2 separate regions of the Ovis aries genome follow, and region 1 is linked to region 2. A link is a contact called in public Hi-C data. All regions are on one chromosome and are shown on one strand. The core of a region is the stretch at or near the end of the contact, and the rest is flanking DNA. Distances in the headings are between cores, read along the strand shown. Region 1 overlaps NCOA6 (nuclear receptor coactivator 6). Region 2 overlaps PIGU (phosphatidylinositol glycan anchor biosynthesis class U).

What was found. Hi-C and Micro-C count contacts between places; a contact is called where the count stands out from the background.
Region 1: a contact with region 2 is called in a Hi-C map of hypothalamus, with 4 times the contacts expected there. The contact joins two enhancer-like sites. A contact is called at or near these places in 3 of 16 Hi-C or Micro-C datasets (hypothalamus and tail adipose tissue).

What each region holds. Positions count from the first base shown.
Region 1 is chr13:64,092,679-64,096,881 of ARS-UI_Ramb_v3.0, forward strand. The region is part of intron 4 of NCOA6 (nuclear receptor coactivator 6); the gene reads right to left. It also overlaps the pseudogene LOC121816274. Among named protein-coding and RNA genes, the nearest start is that of NCOA6, 48 kb to the right of the region's middle. Within about 2 kb of position 2,698, at least 8 of the 54 cell types and tissues checked have an H3K27ac peak or open chromatin away from gene starts, as enhancers often do. A contact at or near this core is called in hypothalamus, where this site is marked.
Region 2 is chr13:63,938,963-63,943,056 of ARS-UI_Ramb_v3.0, forward strand. All of the region lies in intron 10 of PIGU (phosphatidylinositol glycan anchor biosynthesis class U), which reads right to left. Among named protein-coding and RNA genes, the nearest start is that of MAP1LC3A, 23 kb to the left of the region's middle. Within about 2 kb of position 1,984, at least 19 of the 54 cell types and tissues checked have an H3K27ac peak or open chromatin away from gene starts, as enhancers often do. A contact at or near this core is called in hypothalamus, where this site is marked.

The DNA of each region.
Region 1 (4,203 bases), core at 1,448-3,947, 150 kb after region 2:
CTGTGATATTTGTAAGTAAAATACCATTTTCCTTTTAACAACTGCAATATAAAGAGATATGCAGAGGAGAAACTCATGCAATGAAGAGTAGATACCCTGGCTACTAATCTACCTCTGAGATATGATAAGAGCAACATTTGTATAGGGATTTTAATGCTTAAGAAACTGTATCTTATTTGAACCTCACAATAGCCTGGTAGGTAATGTCACTACAAGTGTTCCAATTGAGTAGACACTAAAGTTAGAGGCAATTTATTTTATTTTTTTAAAATTAGAATGACATGATGAAATTCATTTTTTAGTAAATATTATATACCTAGAAGAATGTATGAAACAAATTCAATTCAAAGGATAATTACAACGCAAACCTCACATAACCACTATTTACTTTAAGGAGCAAACTCCCTATAAGCCCTCTGTGCTTCTTTAAGATCACATGTTTTTCCTTTCCTGCTGGAGTTGACTACTAAAGGGGCAATTTAAACCTCACTTAATAAAAAGATCTCTGAAACAAGTTTTGGGATGCTTCCTGAGCTTAAGCCCAAATTTTGACTATTCTTACTCTGGTAGACAGCACCACCTTGCGGACAGAAAAAAGTATAGCTAGCCTGTGGTTGAGGATTTGAAAGGCTGCATTCACCATGCTCCTTACTGTTTTAGGGCAAGATGACAAAGAATGAAGCCAATGAAGGCACAGCAGTTTCCTGTCTTGTCACGATATAGGTCAGCTAGATAAATAGATAAAATATTAACTATTGTAACTATTGTACCAGATAGCTTGGTAATAGGGAACAAATATCTTAACAATAAGTGACCAATCACCAGGGGCTATACAATGTTCTAAATTGCCTATGGGAGTTAAGAATAAAAGAGAAAAAGAATACAGATCTTGAGGGTTTCCACCAAAGGGAAAGAACTATTAACATACTAAATTTGCGAAGACGTTCTAGGTGGAAGAGCTTTTGTTTTTGAAATGGACAACAGATCATAAAAGTGGCTTGTGGCTGTTACTAACAGCTCAGATGTGGTCCTTGCCAGTCTCTCTAATCTCAATTCAAACTAGTTTCTCCTTCAATAACAAGGACTCAGGCTCAGTGGCCTTTTTTACTTTCGTAGGCACACAAACCCACTTTTCACCTTAAGGCCTTTGTACAAGTTGTTCTCTCTGCCTAGAGCAATTCTCCGGCACTCCTCACATAAACCGTCTTCTCAATTTTCAGTGTAAGATTAAGTGTCACAAGCCCCTAAAGTCTTCTCCAATCATTTTTTCCAATGTCAGGTCACCCTTATCAAAACATCTTGTTACTTCTTCAGAGCACATCCCATGTAGTTACTCATTCACTTATTTTCTTGTCTGCCTCCCCTTTATGGGCTTCTGAAGTAGCACTAGTGGTAACGAATCTGGCTGCTGATGCAGGAATGCAAGAGACACCAATCCCTTGGTCAGGAAGATCCTCTGGAATAGGAAACGGCAACCCGCTCTAGTATTCTTGCCTGGAAAATCCCATGGACAGAGGAGCCTACAGTCCATGGGGTCACAAAAAGTCAGACATGACTGAGCACGTACACACACTCTTTTATCTGTTCTCCCAGGATAGTTATTAATAGTTATTCATAGTAACTCCATTTATTTTCAATTCCTAATTTAAATGATAAATTTTATGGCCACCTTAATTATATCCTGTAAACACTGAACAGTGCCTGGTGTACATAACAGGCACTCCATTAGCTATTTACGGACTATATGATGAAAAGTCATCTTATCATAACCTTACAAAGAATCATAGACATTTTTCCATATGGCAATTGCATTCCAGGAAAACCTCACGGTCCATAAAAATCTCACACTGAAAATAATAGGTTTCATGGGAGAAATACTGTTGAGGCAAACTCAAAACCCATGCGGCTTTGTAACTAGAGCTCTAATGAAAACAAAAATTGGTGTAGGCAACACACCTGAACACTAGAGTGGAAATGCCTGGTCAAAGCTGGGAGGGAACACAGATGCAGTGGAGCTTTGAGCTAGTGGGGCTGCCCTCCAGGTGGGCATGGGAGGAAGTAAAGTTCACAAGCTGAGAGCCATGCAATGCTGAGGGTGTACTTCTGGGGAAGGTACCTGAGTGTAACTTCTCATTCTCAATTTGCTGAAAAAAAGCTGAAAGGGCTCCCAGCCATGTAGCAACAGATCAAAAGGTTTATGGACAATTAACCTTCTAATCCTACTTTCTAACTGCCTTTGCCCAGGCAAAAAAAAATAATGTATGAATAAACCCAATTTCCACACTATACTACTGTTATTATCCTATTTACAAGCTGCACATAAGTTAGTTGTTGTCAAGGAAACACACATAGAAGAGAACACTACTGGCTCTCCAACGTGCTGACTGGGGTTGGCAGACTATGACCCATGGGCCAAATCAAGCCTGTTGCCTGTTCAGATAAATAAGTGTTACTGGAACACAGCCACATTCACTCATTTACATATTGCTTTGACTGTTTTTTGCACTATAGCAGCAGAGCTGAGTTGTCTTGACAGAGATCTTCTGGCCCACAGAGCCAAAAATTTTTACTCTTTGACCCTTTACAGACTCCTACTTTAAATCAGAATGAATTTACAGGGGAGTCACAAAATGTCCTCAAAAGAGATGTCTCCTCAACTCCCTGGCCAAAACTCAAAAGAAGGGTACAGGGAGTGTTCTTCAATGGAGAAAAGACTGTGTGTCCTTGGGTGTAGGACAACCTGTTCCTCCAGCCCTGCAGCAGACACCACAATAGTGACAAGACCTCCTCTTTAAACCTAAAAGGCATCAGCCCATCATCAGTTTCACAAAAGCAACAGCTGCTGCCACCACTTTCACTCCTGCCTGAATTCCCAGTGAATGCGGAAAGAGAAAAGGAGATCACCCATTTTAGTACACCCTTTTAGATGTACTCTAAAAGTTAAAAAAAAAAACAAAACTCTTTTCTGTAGTATGATAATCACTGCCACATGTAAATTTCATAATTTCTTATAATATATGTGATCTATTTTGCTTCCATGCTGGTATTTGCATTTTAATTTATGGCTATAGGAATAAACAGGAATCTTACTCTTTTGAAGATTTGTAGGAAGTAGGGATGATTAAGAGAAGAAACTTGGGGTCATACAGACAGCGCATTCTGCCCTGCTCACCGAAGTTCTCGAGCAAGCTATGTGTCTGCCCTTTTGGCTTTCTGAACGTCACCAAGACGGTTGGCAAGAATAAGCGTCTTACAAAAGGAGGCAGAAAGGGAGCCAAGAAGATAGTGGTTGACCCATTTTCTAAGGAAGACTGGTATGATGTGAAAGCACCAGCTATGTTCAATACAAGGAATAGTAGGAAAGCACTGACCACAAGAACTCAAGGAAACAAAATCACATCTGATGGCCTCAAAGGTTGTGTTTTTGAAATGAATCTTGCTGATCTACAGAATGATGAAGCTGCCTTTAGACGATTCAAGCTAATTACGGAGGATGTTCAGGGTAAAACCTGACTGAGATTTCCATGGTATGGATCTTACCTGTGACAAAATGTGCTCAACGGTCAAAAAATGGCAGACCATGACTGAAGCACATGTTTATATCAATGTGCTTCATCTGTTCTCACATGTGTTTTACTAAAAAATGCAACAATCAGATTTGGAAGACTTCTTATGCCCAGCACCAGCAGGTGCGCCAGATTCACAAGATGATGGTGGAAATCATGACCTGAGAGGTGCAGACAAATGACTTGAAGGAGGATGTCAATAAATCGATTCCAGACAGCACGGGAAAAGACAGAGAAAAAGCTTGCCAACCTATTTTTCCACTCTATGATGTCTTTGTTAGAAAAGTAAAAATGCTTCAGAAGCCCAAGTTTGAAGTAGGAAAACTCGCGGAGCTACATGGTAAAGGTAGTAGTTCTGGAAAAGTTGCTGGGGATGAGACAGGTGCTAAAGCTGAATAAACTAATGGATATAAGCCAACAGTCCAAGAACCTGTTTAAAATGCAGACTTTTAATAGTGACAAACAAAAGATCTTATTTGTGGTTTAAAAAAAAAAAGAGAAGAAATTTGATGTTTCCTTTCTCCACTGGAAAACACTACCACAAAGCCCTTATAATTCAGGTAAACAGGTAACATAGACTATAAAATGTTTAGGGTTTTTAAGAAACTGCTTATATGTTTCTTATTTAAAAAATGCA
Region 2 (4,094 bases), core at 734-3,233:
TGGTGATTCCAATATGCAGCCAAAGCTGTGAGCCACTGGGTCACAGTGGCAGACCTCTGCCCAATACGGGCCCGTGCTGGTCTGCAGCAGAGACTTGGCTGGTCAGTGTCACAGTGAGGATAACCAGCCAAGGTAGTTCAGAGATCTTGTCAGAGCTGAATGTTTCCAACTTAAGCTTCATTCTTTATTGAGTAATTACAGGTGTCTTGCTGCTGCCTGCTGTTGTTAAAAAGTCCTTTCTTTCATAAAATCGAGACAAATGGCCAGTAGTTGACTGTTTTAGTGTCTTCAGTAAAATAAAAAGTTGGAAACTCTGTCACCAGGATTTTTTTTTTAATGCTAGTAGTCCCTGAAATCCCATGATTTGGAAACACTGACTTGGAGGGCTTACAAGGTACTCTCTTCTGATCTGAAATTTCCACACTTCTGGGTTTTCAAAGCTGAGAGGTGAAAGCCCTGACTCAAGCCTCTTAGAGAACTCTAAGAGGCCTCAGTCTTGCTCCCAGAAACAGGAGTCTGGGGAGAAAGATGTCTGCACTGAGAGTTATTAGTAAACAAAGTTACAACCTCAAGAAAAGAGATGAAGTGAGTGAAGATCACTCAGTTGTGTCCGACTCTTTGTGATCCCATGGACTATACAGTCCATGGAATTCTCCAGGCCAGAATACTGGAGTGGGGAGCCTTTCCCTTTTCCAAGGGATCTTCCCAACACAGGGATTGAACCCAGGTGTCCAGCATTGCAGGCGGATTCTTTGCCAGCTGAGCCTGGTGAAGGGAAGCCCAGGATATGTCTATTTACCATTCCTCCACTTCATCACTATTTACATATTTTTCTCAATGGTTCTTTCTTTAAAAAACAAAACAAAACACTCCTAATACTTTCAGAGGTTTTGTTTTGTTTTTTCTTTTTCTGCATTGGGTCTTCGCTGCAGCAAATACGTTTCTCTCTAGTTGAGGTGCTTAGGCTCAGCAGGCCCGAGGTATGTGGATCCTAGTTCCCCTACCAAGAATCAAACCTCTTTCCCTTGCACTGGAAGCTGGATTCATAGCTAATCGATCACTAGGGAAGTCCTTCAGTGGTTCTTTCTGATTTCTGGGTAATTATTTTGCTGAAAAGAATACACAGTATTCCTAAAATAAAACTCCTGTGGTCTGACAGTCCAGCTGGCTCTTTGCTCCATGTCTCCAGTCACTCTGTATTTTAGGACGGGTGACAAGGAGGTGACCAAGTGCAGAGACTGAGAGAGGTTCACATGCACCTCCTGGGGGCAATCACAGAAAGCTCTGACAATGCTTTCCCTGTGCCCTGAAGAACTGTCACCACATCCAACTGGCTTCTGGCCTGTGGTGACCTTTGCAGGACTGTGGAGCTGCTACTCACTCTTGCTGGCTGACTGGCCTGAGGATTCCAGCTATACGCCAGAGCAGATGGAGCCAGGGACCCGGGGCACAGGACGGCCTGTTCCAGCACCACGATGTGTCGGAGATGTCAGAGGTGACCAGGTGACCCTTCATCCGCCACGCTGGGCCAGATAGAATCAGATTTCCCACCAAGTTCCCTGGGTGACTTCCTCAGATCTCTGGCTCCATCACTGACAAACTGAAACCTCAGGCAAGTCACTTTCCCTCTCTGAGCCTCAGGCATTGAGAAATAAAATTCCACTGGAAGAATCCAGTCCCATTGGGAGGGGCACAGAAGGTATTTAGGGACTTCAAAGGTCATGGTGCTGTTTCTTTTCTTAAACTAGGTGCTGGGCACATGGAAATTTATTGTATTTTTTTAGTAACAAATGCATATTTTAAAATCAATATTCCTTTATCTGTATGTAATAATTAATACCAAAAAAGAAAAAATGAAGGACACACACACACACAAAATCCAGCCCTTTGGTAACTGGCTCTTTGAGCTTGACCACTGCAGGCTGGCACGGGCCTTGCCAGCAGGCTGTTCCCTAACACCGCGCTTGTGTGTCTGTGTGACTCATCCTGGCCCCAAGCTCCGCAGAGTCCCAGCATCTGGGACCTGCACTCGGGGGAGGGCCCACATGCCTCTCCTCCCCACTAAGCAGGACAGGAAAACAAAACGGCGAATGTGTGAGCAGGCATGCTGACACTGGTAACTCATGTCTAAACCGAATTCTTAAACACATTAGAAGCTGATTATATTCAACCTAGGTGTAAAGACCTCACAAGGATTCCACTCACACGTCCACACAACCAGGCTGAAGATGCCCTGGACAAACAGAATGACTCATAGTTGTCTTGCCCCAAACAGACATGCCAAGTCTGAGCGTTCTCTGCTTCAGGAGCTGCACCTGGCAGACAACGCTGTCTGCGGGCCCTTCAGACAAGCTCAACTTGCTCAGTGAGCCAACAACAGCATCTATTAGCTCATCCAGGTTTCCGGAAACCCCATCCTTATTTTTTGTGCCTCATCACCCAGAGGGCATAAAATAGTTCAAGTTTTGAAAAATATGTTTATTTCAATGACTCTGAGTGACTCTGGTTTTCAAGCCTGAAGCTTTGATCATGAAACTATGCAGGAGACCTCCCTGTGTAATTACTACTACTAATAATAACAGTGGGGCTATTTACATTTATTCTTTCTCAGACCTCAAACACCCCTGAAAGATATTCTGACAGATGAAAAAATGGGAAACTCAGAAAGGTTAAACGACTTGCTAGTAATGGGAAAGCCAGAATTCAGACTCAAGACTGTCTGGCTCCAGACTCTCTTTAGCAATAGGGGATGAAAGATCTCACCTGAGGGAGACACCCTCTGTGGGAGAGACAGCCAGAGCAACTCCATCTTAGGGGAAAGAGGACCAACGTCCCCCAGACTCACCCCATCACAAACTAGGGTATGTTCACATGTCCTGTGCCTTTGGGACTTGCCAAGGGGCCCCAGGCTGACTCTGAGACCCCTCTACTGGGTGAACTGGGTGATTCTTGTCTGTTCAATGAGGATGCCACAAGCAGAAGATGCTACTTCCTGCTTCTGATCTGCTCGACTGGTCACTGCCCCACCTGGAGGAGCAGTCCTGCTTGTCCTGCCCACTCAACCTGTTTACCTTTGCTCAAAGGCCCACTCCTATAGACAGGTTTCTTTCTAGCAGCTGGTCAGTTTCACTTCCCGGTTGATGCTCAGCAGCCCCAAAACAACAATAAAGACATTTCCTCTGAAGCCTGTCCTCCCCAGGTTTATTGCTGTGCAAGGAAAATTCTGTAGCTCCCTTCCTGTTTTAGAGAATCAGGTGGTGTTGGGCCACTGGCACTGCTTCTTTATTGAAGTGAAGTCGTTCAGTCGTATCCGACTCTTTGTGACCCCATGGACTGTAGCCTACCAGGCTCCTCCGTCTGTGGGATTCTCCAGGCAAGAGTACTGGAGTGGGTTGCCATTTCCTTCTCCAGGAGATCTTCCCAACCCAGGGATCGAACCCAGGTCTCCCGCATTGCAGGCAGGCGCTTTACCATCTGAGCCACCAAAAATCCCATCCACACAGATTAGGACTGACATATACACAAGAGTACCATATATAAAACAGATAACTAATAAGGACCCACTGCATAGCACAGGGAGCTCTCTAATAGCCTGTATAGGAAAAGAATCTAAAAATGGAGTGGATGTATGTATATGCATAATTGATCCACTTTGCTATATTCCTGAAACACAACATTATAAATCAACTAAACTCCAATAAAAACTATTTAAAAAAAAAAAAAACCATCCACAAACATTTGAACATTTGTTAGGTTGTTCTGTGTGTCATCGGGTGTAATCCTGGATGCTGGGGACACAAAGGTGAGTGAGTCATGAGGCTACTCTTAGGGAGCCCACAAACAGTGTAAAGAACCCAGAGGACACAGAGCCTGACTCAGGGCAACAGCAGGAAATACTAGAAAGAACAACTAGATCAGCACTAGGCCGACTTCGGAGGAAGAGCCTGAACGGGTCTTCACATCAGGCACGAAGTCTACGGTGCAGCACGGGGAAATGGTTCAAAGCCACACTGTCCAGCATGACAGCCACTACCCATGTGTGGCTTCTTTAAATTAGATTAAAATTCAGCTCCCCAGTCACACTCGTGGTTACT